2 separate regions of the Mus musculus genome follow, and region 2 is linked to region 1. A link is a contact called in public targeted proximity ligation data. All regions are on one chromosome and are shown on one strand. The core of a region is the stretch at or near the end of the contact, and the rest is flanking DNA. Distances in the headings are between cores, read along the strand shown. Region 1 has its middle 4.8 kb from the start of Gm9895. Region 2 overlaps Pdcd1lg2 (programmed cell death 1 ligand 2).

The links.
Region 2: a contact with region 1 is called in a targeted proximity ligation map of regulatory T cells, with 4 times the contacts expected there. A contact is called at or near these places in 2 of 484 Hi-C or Micro-C datasets (CD4 T cells and pre-pro-B cells) and 5 of 130 datasets of targeted methods (CD8 T cells, bone marrow-derived macrophages, memory CD8 T cells and 2 more).

What each region holds. Positions count from the first base shown.
Region 1 is chr19:29,059,033-29,066,020 of GRCm38.p6, forward strand. No RefSeq gene overlaps it. Among named protein-coding and RNA genes, the nearest start is that of Gm9895, 4.8 kb to the right of the region's middle.
Region 2 is chr19:29,449,424-29,456,693 of GRCm38.p6, forward strand. It overlaps Pdcd1lg2 (programmed cell death 1 ligand 2), which reads left to right. Exons shown (of 6, transcript NM_021396.2): 5 at 5,042-5,177. The coding sequence ends at 5,154. Among named protein-coding and RNA genes, the nearest start is that of Pdcd1lg2, 42 kb to the left of the region's middle.

The sequences.
Region 1 (6,988 bases), core at 3,684-6,183:
GCCGGGTCCAACACACTGCTGCTGCTGGCTCTAAGCAGGGCTTTAAAACCTGGGAGAAAAGAAAATGGAGCACAGCTGTGGGAAGCAGACCAGAGAGACAAGCCACCATCTACAATCCAACGGAAGAAAAGGAAGAGGAGGAGGAGAAGGGGAAGAAGAAGACAAGCCAACAATCAGGAAGGAAGGAATGAAGGAAGGAAGGAAGGAAGGAAGGAAGGAAGGAAGGAAGGAAGGAAGAATGATTTCTTGGGGGTGGGGGGTAGGTCAGTTGTCAGAGGGCTTGCCTACTGCGCATGAAGCCCTGGGTTCAATCCCTAGTGCCACATGAAAACTGGGCATGGTGGCACACAGAAATAAAGGGGGTCAAAAGTTCAAGGGTTACAACTGGAAGAGATAAACTCTGTGGTTAAAAGCACTGGCTGCTTTTCCAGAGAAGGAGGACCCAGGCTCAGTTCTCAGCACCCACATGGTGGCTTAAAACATCTAACTCCAATCTCAGAATGACCTAGAGCTCTCTTCTGGGCAACTTGGCAGTGTATGCACAAGGTCCACAGACTTATCTTCAGGCAAAAGACCCATGTAAATAATAATAATAATAATAATAATAATAATAATAATAAATAGGGGAGGTTCAAAGTAATATTCAACTACAAAGAATGAAATGAAGGAAAGAAGGGAGAAAAAGAAAAAAATGAAAGATAAAAATAAGCTCATATATATGTATATATGGAGTTTCATATCTCTATATGGACCCATATCTCTATATGGCTCAGTGGTTAAGAACACTGGCTGTTCTTCCAGAGGATCCAAGTTGGTTTCTGAGCACCCACATTACTTGCCTGTAATTCCACAATTATATAACAAAGAGTGCAACGCCCTCTTCTGGCCTCCAAGGGTAACCTGTGCACACGCTCATATATGCACATAAGTAAAAATAATAAAAATAAATATTTTTAAAATGGTGCTCAGTTATGTTCATAATAAAATAAATGCCAATTAAACCTATAGTTGAGTAATGATAGAAAAATGGGAAATTATAGGGACATGGGAAGAAAATAACCCTTACTATGGAAGTTTGTTGAAATTTCTCACCAGCTGAGAACCAAGAATTCCAGTCATTCCAGTCGCCATTCACCTTTCCGTTGAAATCTAAGTGTACTATTTCTTGTATCTAAAAGTATTTTCAAATGAAATCGTTGAAATAGCAATGAACTGCCTGTAGACTGTGAGCCTGTGTGAGCTGCGAAAATGACCCTTTCTCTCCCAAATATTTTCTGGACCGCTCACAAACCAGACAATGTTGCAGTGAAAACATTTGAACTTCCCAAGCAACTCTTTTGATCCAGGCTTTTACCTCAGCAGCTGCGATCCTTTCCAAAGCCTCCGGGAAACAACCCTGTGATCTTATTAAAATTCCTTAGTGATGCCTTAAAGATAGTGTCAAAGGTCACCCAAATCTGGCCAATGAAATGGCGCAGCAGACAAGGAGGCTCCTCAAGTAGTCTGAAGACCTGAGTTTGACTCCCCCCGCCCCCGACCCCAGATCCTCATGGTGGAGAAAGAAAGCCTACTCCTGCCCATTGCACTCTGACCTCCACACACACTTCAGCACCCCCACCCCTACCTCCACCACTACCCCCACCCCTCTCCCCACTCCCATCCCCACCCCTACGCATTAACTTTTTTTAATCACCAAACTCCTACACATATATAGCTGGTATAAAGACAATGACTTCTTTCAGAAGGAGACTCCCACATTCTTGGGTGTGTCTGTTTCTTTCTCTGAACTTTCTGTTACCCCCCACACACACCTGTTTTAATCTATATTTAAAAATCTCTTCTAGGGCTGGCGATGTAGCTCAGTGGTGAAACGCATGCCTAGCCTGTGTGAAGCCTTAGGTTTTCTCTCTAGGATGATGGGGGGAGGGGGATAAGGGAGGGGAGCCTCGTTTAATAAACTACGGCTCTGTTTTGAATAGACTCATTCTGAGATCGTTTTCTGCAGTTTTACCTGGGAGGAGAGAGGCCTCTGAACACTACTGCCCAGGCTACAGAAAGCAGGAGTGTGGACCTGCCGCCGCTCACAGTGAATTACGTCAGGTTAGCACAGACCTGAAGTGAAGGACGCCGTGTGAAGAGAATGCAGTGGAGAGCACGTGCTCATATTTTATTAAGGGAAATGAAAAATGGTACAATACACAGAGAGGGAGATTTGACAATATTTAAGTACGATTTCATAGATACCTATCTGTTAATACAGAAATCCCATTTCTAAGACTCTCTTCTCAAAGATATTCTAGCGATCTCAGCACGCTGGTACAGGTTTGTAACTAGCACTCGGGTGACTGAAGCAAGAAGACTGAGAGCTCAAGGCTAGCCTGGGCTACATAGAGAGTATGTATGTAGCCTGTTTCTGAAAGAAAAGAATCTTGGAAAAAACAAAAAACAAAATAAAACAACAACAACAAAAGCATCTTTAAAACAAAAGAATTCAATGAACAATGCTTGAGACAATGGGAGAATTGGGGAGGGGGTGGGGGGAGAACCCCCAAATCTATTCATCGTAGATGGCTCTGAGTAACTGTGACAGTTTGCGTATGCTTGGCCCAGGGCATGGCACTATTAGACAGTGTAGCCTTGTTGGAATAGGTGTATCACTGTGGGCAAAGGTTTAAGACCCTCATCGTAGCTTCCTGGAATCCGGTATTCTGCTAGCAGCCTTCAGATGAAGATGTAGAACTCTCAGCTCCTCCTGCACCATGCCTGCCTGGAGGCTGCCCTGCTCCCACCTTGATGACAATGGACTGAACCTCTGAACCTGTAGGCCAGCCCCAATTAAATGTTGTCCTTATTTAAGAGTTGCCTTGGTCATGGTGTCTGTTCACAGCAGTAAAATCCTAACTAGGACAGTGATCTATTTATGACCTATGAAAACAGGTAAGAAACATCCCTGTATACCTGTGTATACCATATATACTGAAACTGAAGAAGAACTAATGATCTTGGAGAGAGAAACTGTTGAGGACCAGGCACTGGGGAGATGTCTCTGAGCCTGACTGGGGGTGGGAGAACAGCAGATATACAACCAGAGGACCTGAGTTCAGATCCCTAGCACCCACTGAAAGAGCAGGTATGGCCACTGGCACCTGCAACCCCAGCACTGAGGAAGGGGGAATGAGGCGTGGAGACTGGTTGATCCTGGGGCCTGCTGTCCAGCCAGCCTAGTGAAAACCAGAGTTCCAGGTTCAGGTTCCTTTATCTTAAGGGAATAAGGCAGAGAGCAAATGAGGAAGTCACCTGTCCCCTGACCTCTCCCGGCTGGCCTGGCCTTTGTGCACTTATAAGGGCATCCTTACACACACACACACACACACACACACACACACACACACATAAACACACACACACACAAGCACACCCATCTACACATCCTCACATACACAAAGACTGTTACAGACCCGAGCAAAATATCTTTGAAAGCCATGCACTGCCCATCCCTGTGTCTGACCCAGGATGTATTCTTAACAGACCACCAGTTTCCACCAACCCAGAAGTTAGGATGTTAGCAGATCACATCTGGGACCTATAACAAAGGTTCCCTGCTTTGCTGTAGCCTGCCTAACTGTTGTCTCCACCAGTGTATTTGGTAACTGTCTTGACTTATGACTTTGTTCCATAATTAATACATCTCATGTGGCCCTTTGCAGTGGGATCTATCTTTCTGGTCTGCTTGGATCTGTGTTCCTGGGCTGTGGTCACCCACATTTGGCTCCAGAATAAACTATCCCATTTGAGGCAAGAACTGTGTTTTGTATCAACAGCAGAAGAACAGAGTGAGAAGTTTCTCCATGCCCCTTAGGGACAAAGAGTGGACATCCAGAAAAAGTCTGTTTTTGACTCCAAATAGCACCCACAGACATATATCTGTGGAGAAAGTTACACAGATATAAAAGGAATTCCAGGGGCTGGATCAGATCAGCTGTGGGCATGGTGTGATGTCATATAAAGAACGGGCTAGTCTGGGGCTCAGCAGGAAAGCCATGTTCATTCCCAGCAAAGCAAAACCAATACAAAACAAAAGGACTTAGAAGGCCAGGGGTCCGGCTCGGTGCATGAAGACGCTTGCTGACAGCAGTGATGACCTGGGTTCAACCCCCAGGACCCACGGGATAGAAGGATGCTGAGAAGGGGACCTATAGGACCTATACCTGTTTCTTATATTCAAAACCAAGTCAATCCAGGACATGAATGGGAGCCCAGGGCTCACCTGCAGCCATAGTTAAAAGCAGGGCAACAACATTCATATCATACTCACACCCCCATCTTACACTAGTAATCAAACCTAAGCCTTCAGTTGCCTACAACTGCTCTGGCTGTGGCTCCTCGTGCTACCTGCAGAAGTAGGGGAGTCCCAGGCCCCATTGCCTTTACAGATTTTTCGGCTTTTCTCTATATTTACTTTTTCCTCATGGATTTCCTGTTCCTCAGAATCACCTAGATGAGTCGTCTTTACCCTTCCTAATGTTGTGACCCTTTAATATAGTTCTTCATGCTGTGGTGATCTACGACCATATATATATATTTTTTGTGCTACTTTATAGCTGTAATTTTGCTACTATTATGAATGGCAATGTAAATATCTGTGTTTTCTGACGATTTTAGGCAACCCCTGTGAAATATCCCCAAAGGGGTCGCAACCCACAGGTTGAGAACTGCTGAGTCAGCCATTCTGTTTAAAAATACAGGTTCTCAGGACCTATTCTAGTCCATTAACTACAATCTTTTTAGAGGAGAGTCTAAAAGTCTGAACTTCATCTCAGGATGATTCCGGCTTGTGCCTAGTTTTAAGAAGTACGGCACTAGACAGGGCAGTGATGATATTCCTTTCACTGAGGACACAGCGCCTGGCACTTCACCAACACACCTGACTGCTTTCAGAATGAATAGGCGGAATGAGCTGCCCCGCCCCCACTCTACCCACGTGGCCGTGCCTGGCCAATGAACATTCAGTTGCTAAGATTCCACCTACCGGCAGGTGGCGCTGAGTCGACGTAAATGCCGTCCCAGGAAATGTTTTGCTGGAAATTCAAGCCTCAAAGGCAGCTCAATTGGATTATATTTTTACGTATTTACTTTGTCTGTAACTCTCACTTGTATGAGTAATTTGGTTTCTGATGGCGTGCTTTGAATGAGAGAAGCCAGGGAACGCAACCTGACAAGGCCTGGGAGGTAATGAAAGGACTGGATGGACACTCCTAATGGTCCTAGTTTTCATTCTCTATGAGCAAGCACTGTGTGTTATGAAATTACTCAAAGACACAAATGAGTCTGCCATTTCAGTAAGAGTGTAGCTAGCCTGTAATTTCTGTTAGTCATCTACTGTTTCCTTTATGGGTGTTTAATTGGACTAACCTTTTAAAACCATTTCCCTCACAAAGCTGTCTGAAGGGCTGTCTTGGCAGTCTTTTGAGACGTGGGAAGTCAGCCCACAGTTAAAGGCTGGGGCTCCGTAGCCAACGCCTCTTCCCCTTCCCCCAAAGGGCATCGGCGTGCAAGTGACTGATAGGGCTGGCCTGAACCAACAGCCAACTATCAGGCAAGACCATGGCCCCGGCTGAACTGGTTTCTTCTGCCAGCAGACCTTCAGCCAGGGGCCCTGAAGGAGGAACCATCCTGAGGTGCTTGCTGTCTTCCCAAGGCTCCAAGCCCAAAGCAGAGAGAATTGGGACTCGAAGGAGGAAGCAAGGAGTCTACAGCACAGACTCCTTGCACAAGAGGGCGTAATTCAAGGGAATCACACAGTTTAGGTCACACCATAGCATAGAGTTCCTGGGAAAGAAGAGAGGAGAGCAGGGAGGGGAGGGGTGGAAAGGGGAGGAGAGGGAGAGGGAGAAGGGAGGGGAGGGGAGGGGAGGGGAGGGGAGGGGAGGGGAGGGGAGGGAAAGGAGAATCTATTAAATTAAATGCTTTAAGGGCTCGGTGGTGGTGGTGCATGCCTTTAATCCCAGCCCTTGGGAAGCAGAGGCAAGTGGATCTCTGTGAGTTCAAGGCCATCCTGGTCTACAGAGTGAATTCCAGGACAGCCAAGACAACACAAAGAAACCTTGTCCCAAAAATAAACAAACAAACAAATACTGTGATGACTAATACCTTGTATGATAATTTTTTTAAAACAAATACTATAAAATAACAAAAGAACGGATACAATTTCTCATTTTCTTCCTTGAATAACCTGGTATACAGTTAGATAGGAGCCAAGCAAAACAGGCAACCAGAAGCCAGTGTGACCCAAACTGACTCGTAGGGGGGTGTCCTGTTTGGAGGTGTCTGGTATGAGCATAGGAGCCCAAGTGGCATGAAGACTGCATACAGATGTGTTTGAGTTAATGGGGGGCAGAGCTTCCCATTCCTGAAGAGCTAACATGCAACTCTAGGGAAAACTCTAGGGAAAGCTGCATGGGGTTGAGCTCAGAAGCATCAAGTCCACTGTGTGTGTGTGGAATAAATCTAGAGGAATGCCCGAGTCCTTACATGGTCATGTCCACATAGCCCCAGTTTTCTGCACTGGAAGGGAGGGAGATCAGCTGTGTTCTGGTTTCTAAACAGAATCCTTAAAAGGACCAAGACCCCTTAGGTTAAACGAGTGGCTGACTGTAAGACTAAGAAAAGTAGCTGGGTTCTTCAGGGCGCTCAGGCAGGATTGCAAGTACAAGGTCTTCCAGGACTGTAGTAGGAGACCTTGTCTCAAAGTGAAAAGTAAAACAGGGGCTGGAGAGGTGGCTCAGAGGTTAAGAGCACTGATTGCCCTTCCAGAGGTCCTGAGTTCAATTCCCAGCAACCAATTCCCAGCTCAGGACCATTTGTAATGCTATCTGATGCCCTCTTCCGGCATGCAGGTGTGTATGCAGAAAGAACACTCTTTCATGTTAAATAAATAAATCTTAAAATAAATAAATAAGACAAGAGCCAGAGATATGGTTCAGGGTGG
Region 2 (7,270 bases), core at 3,743-6,242, 390 kb after region 1:
TTTTGAGCAGCTCAGAAGTTTTGTGGACCCCAAATGAGTGGCCTGGTAAAGGTCAGTTGCCAGAATCCTGCCTGTTGTTTCTGAGAGAACAGTCTTTCTTTCTGGAGTCCTCCGTCAACCTGTGTGTTTAAGCTGTCCATTTCTCCCATGGATTCTCAGCCAGTACCAGGTCAGGGTACACCATCAGAATACCCATAGACCCATTGGTCTTAGGGACATTTGTCTGGTAGCCAGGTCAGCAGGCAGGCAGGAGAACAGCAGTTCATGGAGGAAGCCAAATAGCCCCTAGGAGGACAAAGATTTTCTAATGTTCTTTTCCCCAACACCAAGAAACCCTCTTTCTCTACAGATCATGTCATGGACATGTCTGCTAATAAACGTATAGCAACTGCTGGTGTATATGGTAGTGGACTTTCCCCATCTGAGAGTCTGGGTCAGATCTATTCTGCTCTCTTGACTGAGGCACCAAATTTGGACCCAAATCCTTTCCGTTAAAGTAACTACAGCAGCTCCCACATACCTGTTGTCATCTTTCATCTCCTGACAGTCACGGATGAGCACTTCTGGGTTGTCAGCAGGAAAGAAGGCAGCAGGATAGGCAGTGGTGGGGTTTTAAAACTGGACTCGAGGGTGGGCCAGGAGTTGGGCCTGGAACTGGGTCACACAGGCATTAGACAGAATTCTAGTGCTCCTTAAAGGAGGGCCTCAACTGTGCCATGGGGTGTTGTGAGCATAACATCTTGACCCAGAGTTAACATCATTATGATCATTATTAATTAGTCTAGTAGTAGCTGCTATATCTCTTAAATGGGTGGGCCATCCTGTGGCTACAGGGTCCAGTCGTTTAGACAGGTATGTCACAGGGCATTTCCGTGGCCCCAAAGTCTGGTTTAAAAACTCCCTTCTGTCTTGTTTCATCAACAAACACATGAGAAAGTTTCAAGACATCTGGAAAGACTAGGGCTTGAGTGGAAGTCAGAGCTGTTTTTAAAGCCTCAAATGCCTTTTGTTTAATCTGAGTCCAGATCAGAGGACCAAAGCCTGCTCTGTGCTGGTGTAGAGGCCTTGCTATTTCCACAAACACTCGTATCCAGAAGCAGCGATGTCCTGCTAGACTGTCTCTCAGACCTCAGACTCTCAAACCTGTCCGTTAGTCTTTGGAATTGGGATCTGACAGATGGCTGCACTCCTACTCACACAGGCTCTTTTGACTCCCTTCAGCTGGCGGCCAAGACAAGTAGCCTCCAGTGTGTTTTCATAGTTCGCGTGAATCTTCTTTGTATCCAGATCATAGTGAACGTCATGTTTGGGCCATGACAAGTGCTGCCATGACGAATTAGAAACATAATCAGTCATAAAGAACCTCAGCTCCCTCATCTCAGCTCCTAGTCTACGTAGACAGACCAGATGTGACACCCTGCCTTGTGACCCCAAACAATAGCAGCAGGATAAACACAGTCACATCCTCCCAAGTGGTCCTACCTCTTAAAACCATTGTCTAGCTGATTCTTCTCATTCTTATCAACCGAGCTACTCACCCACTGCTGGCTGCTGACTGCTGTGAACCACCTCAGAAATCAGTGAATAAAACAAATGCAGAAGTGAGGTGCGAGGATGCCTGCTACTCTAGAACAGAAGGAAGGCAGAGGGTGCCGGACACTCTAGAACAGAAGGAAGGCAGAGGGTGCCGGACACTCTAGAACAGAAGGAAGGCAGAGGGTGCCGGACACTCTAGAACAGAAGGAAGGCAGAGGGTGCCGGACACTCTAGAACAGAAGGAAGGCAGAGGGTGCCAGACACTCTAGAACAGAAGGAAGGCAGAGGGTGCCGGACACTCTAGAACAGAAGGAAGGCAGAGGATGCCTGCTACTCTAGAACAGAAGGAAGGCAGAGGATGCCGGACACTCTAGAACAGAAGGAAGGCAGAGGGTGCCGGACACTCTAGAACAGAAGGAAGGCAGAGGGTGCCGGACACTCTAGAACAGAAGGAAGGCAGAGGGTGCCGGACACTCTAGAACAGAAGGAAGGCAGAGGGTGCCGGACACTCTAGAACAGAAGGAAGGCAGAGGGTGCCAGACACTCTAGAACAGAAGGAAGGCAGAGGGTGCCAGACACTCTAGAACAGAAGGTGGAGGATGTCTGACACTCTAGAACAGAAGACTGAGTGCACTAAGTTTTGGTCAGCAGGTAGGGAGTCATCAGGTCATTTTCCTTTAGAAACAGGGCTGTCCTCAGCCAGTGGCTACATTTTCACTGGCATATGTAACTGGGCTAGGTCATGGGATTAACCGTAAAATACCTGGTAGAGCTGGCAGAAAAGTGAAGCCCTCTTGGGACCGCTCAGGTAAGGAGCTAGAAAAGAACGTGGACTCTGAAGCCAGACTTCAAACTTTCAAATGCTATCTCTGCCGCCTCTTGGCTTTAGAACTTGACTACCCTACAGAGCCTTCTGGGAACTCAGTCTCACAGGTATACAGTTACAGTAAATGATGATACACATGCTTAAAAAGTTACTGTGTAGGTAAATGAAATATGATACTAACAAGGAGTAGGGAGGCCACTTTGTCACCTCCAGCAAGACTCCTGGCTTCTTTCTGAGTGCATAGGGCTATGGTAAGAATAGGATGGATATTTTTTTCCATCACATATCTTATCATTGTTAAAGGGAATGCAGTTATCTTAAAATAATAGAAAAGAATATGTAGGTCACCCATGCTGCCATAATGAAGATTCTCAAACATGCAATGACTCAACACAACTGTGTATTTCTCTTTACATAATACTTAGAGAGAGAGAAAACGCTTCAGGCAGCTAAACAACTACCTTCCGTAAGTCATTCAATGACCCAGGTTATTTCCATATTGTTACTCTGTCATTCTCCGGGATATCGTCCCTGTTAAATTGTCAAATCAGGGTCATTGCCAAATCTATATCCCTGCCTTCAGAGAGGAAAGAGTAGTAGAAGAGAACTTTGATGTTCTAAGTCAAGATCTGGAGAATTCACTCTTAGCCGGAATTTAGTTTATACTACAGGCTATGTTTAAGTGCTGATGAGGTCTAGAAAAGCAGCCCCTCAGAGAGCTCTATGTCTAACTATTAACCTAGCACTGGGAAGGAAGGAGCAGGTAAGATTACCAGCAGGTTGCTACATGGTAGCTACTAGAGGGAGTAGGTAAGATTAATAACCAGCAGGTTGCTACAAGGTAACTAACATAGACTAGTCAATTCAGCCTAGGAACTGAGACTTAAGTCTCTCCTGCAGTGGTGCTGGGCTTCATACCAGACTGAGTGGTGGCTTAGGAGCCAACTCTATCCTCCAAATGCATTCTAAGAAAACTAAAGTCTTCAAGGGTAAGCAGAAATTCCATACATGGAAGGATCTATGAGCAGACCTGGACAGAACAAGGGTTCCCAAAGACGCTGAGGCAGGGGCCTGGCTCACAGCACTACCTTGCAACATGCATGTAGTAGAAAAAAAGCAGTGTGATCAGTTAGGGTTTGCAACACACCTCTACCTGTTGCATGTAATTTTAAAAATATGCTATCTCCTTGGCAGATCTGCTGCGCCATCCCCACTCTCGGAAAAACCCATTCTTCCCAGCTTAGCTCCGCCAATGGCCAGCTGGTGCCTTTCCCAGGAGCTGCGATTATGCTCCCAGCCCTTCCCAGCTAGCCACCAGCTACTGCCTCTCTCTATCTCTGCCCACCTCTCTGAGACTTAGACAGCTTTATTAACTTAGTACTTGTCAGATAGCATAATTGCTGGGAGCAGAATCTCATTGTTCCCAAGCATGGCCACAAACTCCTTTCTCTTTCCTCCTCCTCCTCTTCCTCCTCCTCCTCCTCCTCTTCCTCCTCCTCCTCCTCCTCCTCCTCCTCCTCCTCCTCCTCCTCCTCCTCCTCCTCCTCCTTGGACCCGGAAGTTCTACCTTTACCCTTCACCCAGCAATTAGCTTCCACCTTCTTTATTGACACAATCAAGAACCAATTCAGCTCCTCTCCCTACATCTACCAAACTGGCCCTTATCTTTTTGGTTCTAGCGTTCACATGCTCTTGGATAAAGATGATAGCTCTGGGGCTTGAGTTTTGGATCAAGAAGATCTATATCTAAAACCCTGGCTGTTTTACTTCCTTGGAAACAATTACCATAGACAGATTAGCATCCCTGAGGCTTCCTTGGCTCTAAAGTGACTCTGGATTATATATATATATCCTTCCTTAGCCAGATTTTCCCATGGTCCCATACTCTGTAGAGGGAAGGTCAAGAGCAGAGCAGCCAGCAGAAATAGGCATAGGGTAACTTGTGTGCCTATTCTTTGCCATGTTTTCAACATCTCTGTAGCCCTCTTTTCTCTCCATCTGGCCAGCCTGAAGGTACCAGTGCTCTGCAAAGCTGTTCCCCAGCCTTTAAATTAAATCGCCTCTTCACTAAATGGATGTGTCAGTGGCAGCACCTTGGTTAGTTCAGACAAGATAAGGGGTAACTTGTATCTGAATGGCTGGATTTAACATGTCAGCCCATTGGGGATATTCTGCTCTTTCAAAAGGACCTTGCTGGTGTTTAAAATTGAATAACTAACAGTGCAGAGTCTAGGCTCTTGAGTTCTTATCAGTGAGGGAGAAAATACATTTTTGAGCTGAGGGACTTTTTCTACTTGAATGAGAAAATCCAGATGGTGAAGAAAAGAGAGATGGAGGTAGAGATAGCGACAGAGACAGGGTGGGAGGGAGGAAAAAGAAAGATGACGAATAGGTGGGTGGGTGGAACAACAAAGCGACAAAAGGACTGCATCATAGCTGAATCACCTGCTGTCTAACTTTGGGGACATTTCTCAGCCTTTCTTCTTTCATGGGTGAATGTGGAGATCAAAGAAGAGGCTGCCTCACTGGGTGGAGGTGAAAGGAAAAGAACCTCTACTTGAGAGAGATGTGGAATGAAGGCTTAACTTCATTTCCACGTGGTAGAAACCACACAGGAAGCCACCTCAGTCTGTCTCGGGGCCACCTTGTGATGAGATTCCGGTTCTCTCATTCACCCAGGTCGGATGGAACCCAAAGTCCCCAGAACGTGGCCACTTCATGTTTTCATCCCGGCCTGCACCATCGCTTTGATCTTCCTGGCCATAGTGATAATCCAGAGAAAGAGGATCTAGGGGAAGCTGTATTACGGAAGAAGGTGAGTGACTTACAAGCCATGTAAGCCTGTGGCCTGCGGGTCTTCAGAGAAGCACTTCAAGCCTAGAAGGGTTTTGAGATTACCCTGGGGACATTCTACTCCAAGAAGAACATGGTCCAGTCTTCAGTGAGCTGAACCCACGCTGAAGTTTTGTGTTGTTTTATTTTGGTTTTTTTGTTTTTTAAGGGGAAGTTTGTTCCAGGGCTGAAGGAGTTTGGCTTGCCCTCCAAGCTTCATGGTAGCCAAGTTATAGAATCAGCCAGATTCCCATCAATGATAAACAATTTTTTAAAAAAATGTGATATGTGTGCATAACAGAGCACCTTGTAGCCTTAAAGAAAAAATTAAATACTGTCATTTTTCAGGGGAAGAAATGAAGCTAGAGGTCATCGTTTTAAGCCCTACTCAGAAGGTGCAGACAGAGATTATATTTCTTTTGATATATAGATTCTAGACTTAAAAAAAAAATAAATACAAGGACAAGGTACCCGCACAGCGGAAAGGAGATACAATGATGGAAGTGTATATGTGTGTGAAAAGCCATGATGATTAGGCTGGAGAAATGGCTCCTGAGTTAAGAGAGTCATCTTACAGAGGACTTGAGTTCAATTCCCAGCATCCATATCAGGAAGTTCCTGATCACCTGTAACTCCAGCTCCAGGGGATCTAAGGTCCTCTTCTAGCCTCCCAGGGAGCTAAGTTAGTCCACCAGAGGGCCCTATCTGAGCCAATGCTGAGGGCCTAGTGGGTAAGGGGTTGAATGTACACAACTGTGGCCGACAGGAAGTCCCACCTGCCTCTTCAGCCATATGTGTCTTGCACAGAGACCAATGGCAAGTAGCATGTGAGGATGCCATAACTAATTCACTGCCACTGTGGTGTAGAGCTCTTGAGTCCTTGCTAGAGCAGAGTCCCATGCAGAGCCCATTAAACTTTCATGGCTGATGAGGAAAGAGGGGCTTCCTTCCTTCTCGTCAGCTGCACCATTTGCCCCTTCTACACTAGACCCTCATAAGGAACCTGAGTCAAGAGCTTTAACTTCTCTCTCTTCTACAGTTCTTTGGGCCATTGTTGTCCTGAGACTACAGTAAAGATAGAGAAGTCTCCATCCCTTTCTTTCTAGAAGCCTCCTCGGCTCCTGTACAGATTTATTCATCAGATAATCACAACTTATGATGCCTGCTGAGTACTGGGAGGGCAGCCATTGCCAGTCCATAAAAGTGTCTTATTAACTATTCCTTTCATAGAGCCATTCAATCCTTTGTTGAAGGATCCAGTGTGAAACAATATGTTCCAGAGAAGTTGGCAAATTCTAGTTCTGTTTTATCAGCTAGGCTTAAGTATATGGGAACTATGTTTCTCTCATCAGTAGATATATGTTCAATATCTAAAATGCTATGTGGTATATATATATAAGATAATGCCCAATAAAATTGTAAGTTTTTTCTTTTTTCATCCCTGACAATTTCATACATGCATATATATGAACCTATCATGAACTTTAGACATTCCATCCCCCTTTCTCTACTCTTACCTCCCCTTCCTTTCCTACTGACGTTTTCTTTCCAACAAGTCTCCTCTCTACTTTCTCGTTTTCTTTGTGTGGGTGGAGCCCCCTGAGCTTAATTGAAATTGTTTGCGGGAGCATGAGGCATGAGCGTAGGTTACTTATTAAAGGTCAACTGACCGGTAGTTACACCACTGAAGAAAATGGCACCCCTTTCCATAGCAACCATTACCTCCCAATAGTGCCTCAGAAGGGGGCATCGTGGATTCCTTCTCATCCATAATGAAATGTAGGCAGGACCAATCTTGTGCATATTTGAGCAAATATACAAGCTATGCTGGGTTCCCGAGTGCACCAGCTATGTCTGACGTTTTGTTGATCCTCCCCCCACCCTCTGTCTCTCATATTCCTTCCTCCCCCTCTTCCATGATGTTCCCTGAGTGTTGGAGGGAGTGAAATAGATATCTCATCTAAGGCAGTGCTTACTCTTGGATTTTGGTCTGTTATGGGTTTCTGCAATGCTCATTAAACTTGTAGTCTACTGTCTGTAGGTGAGCATGACAGACCTGCTTTGGCCATTTGAGTA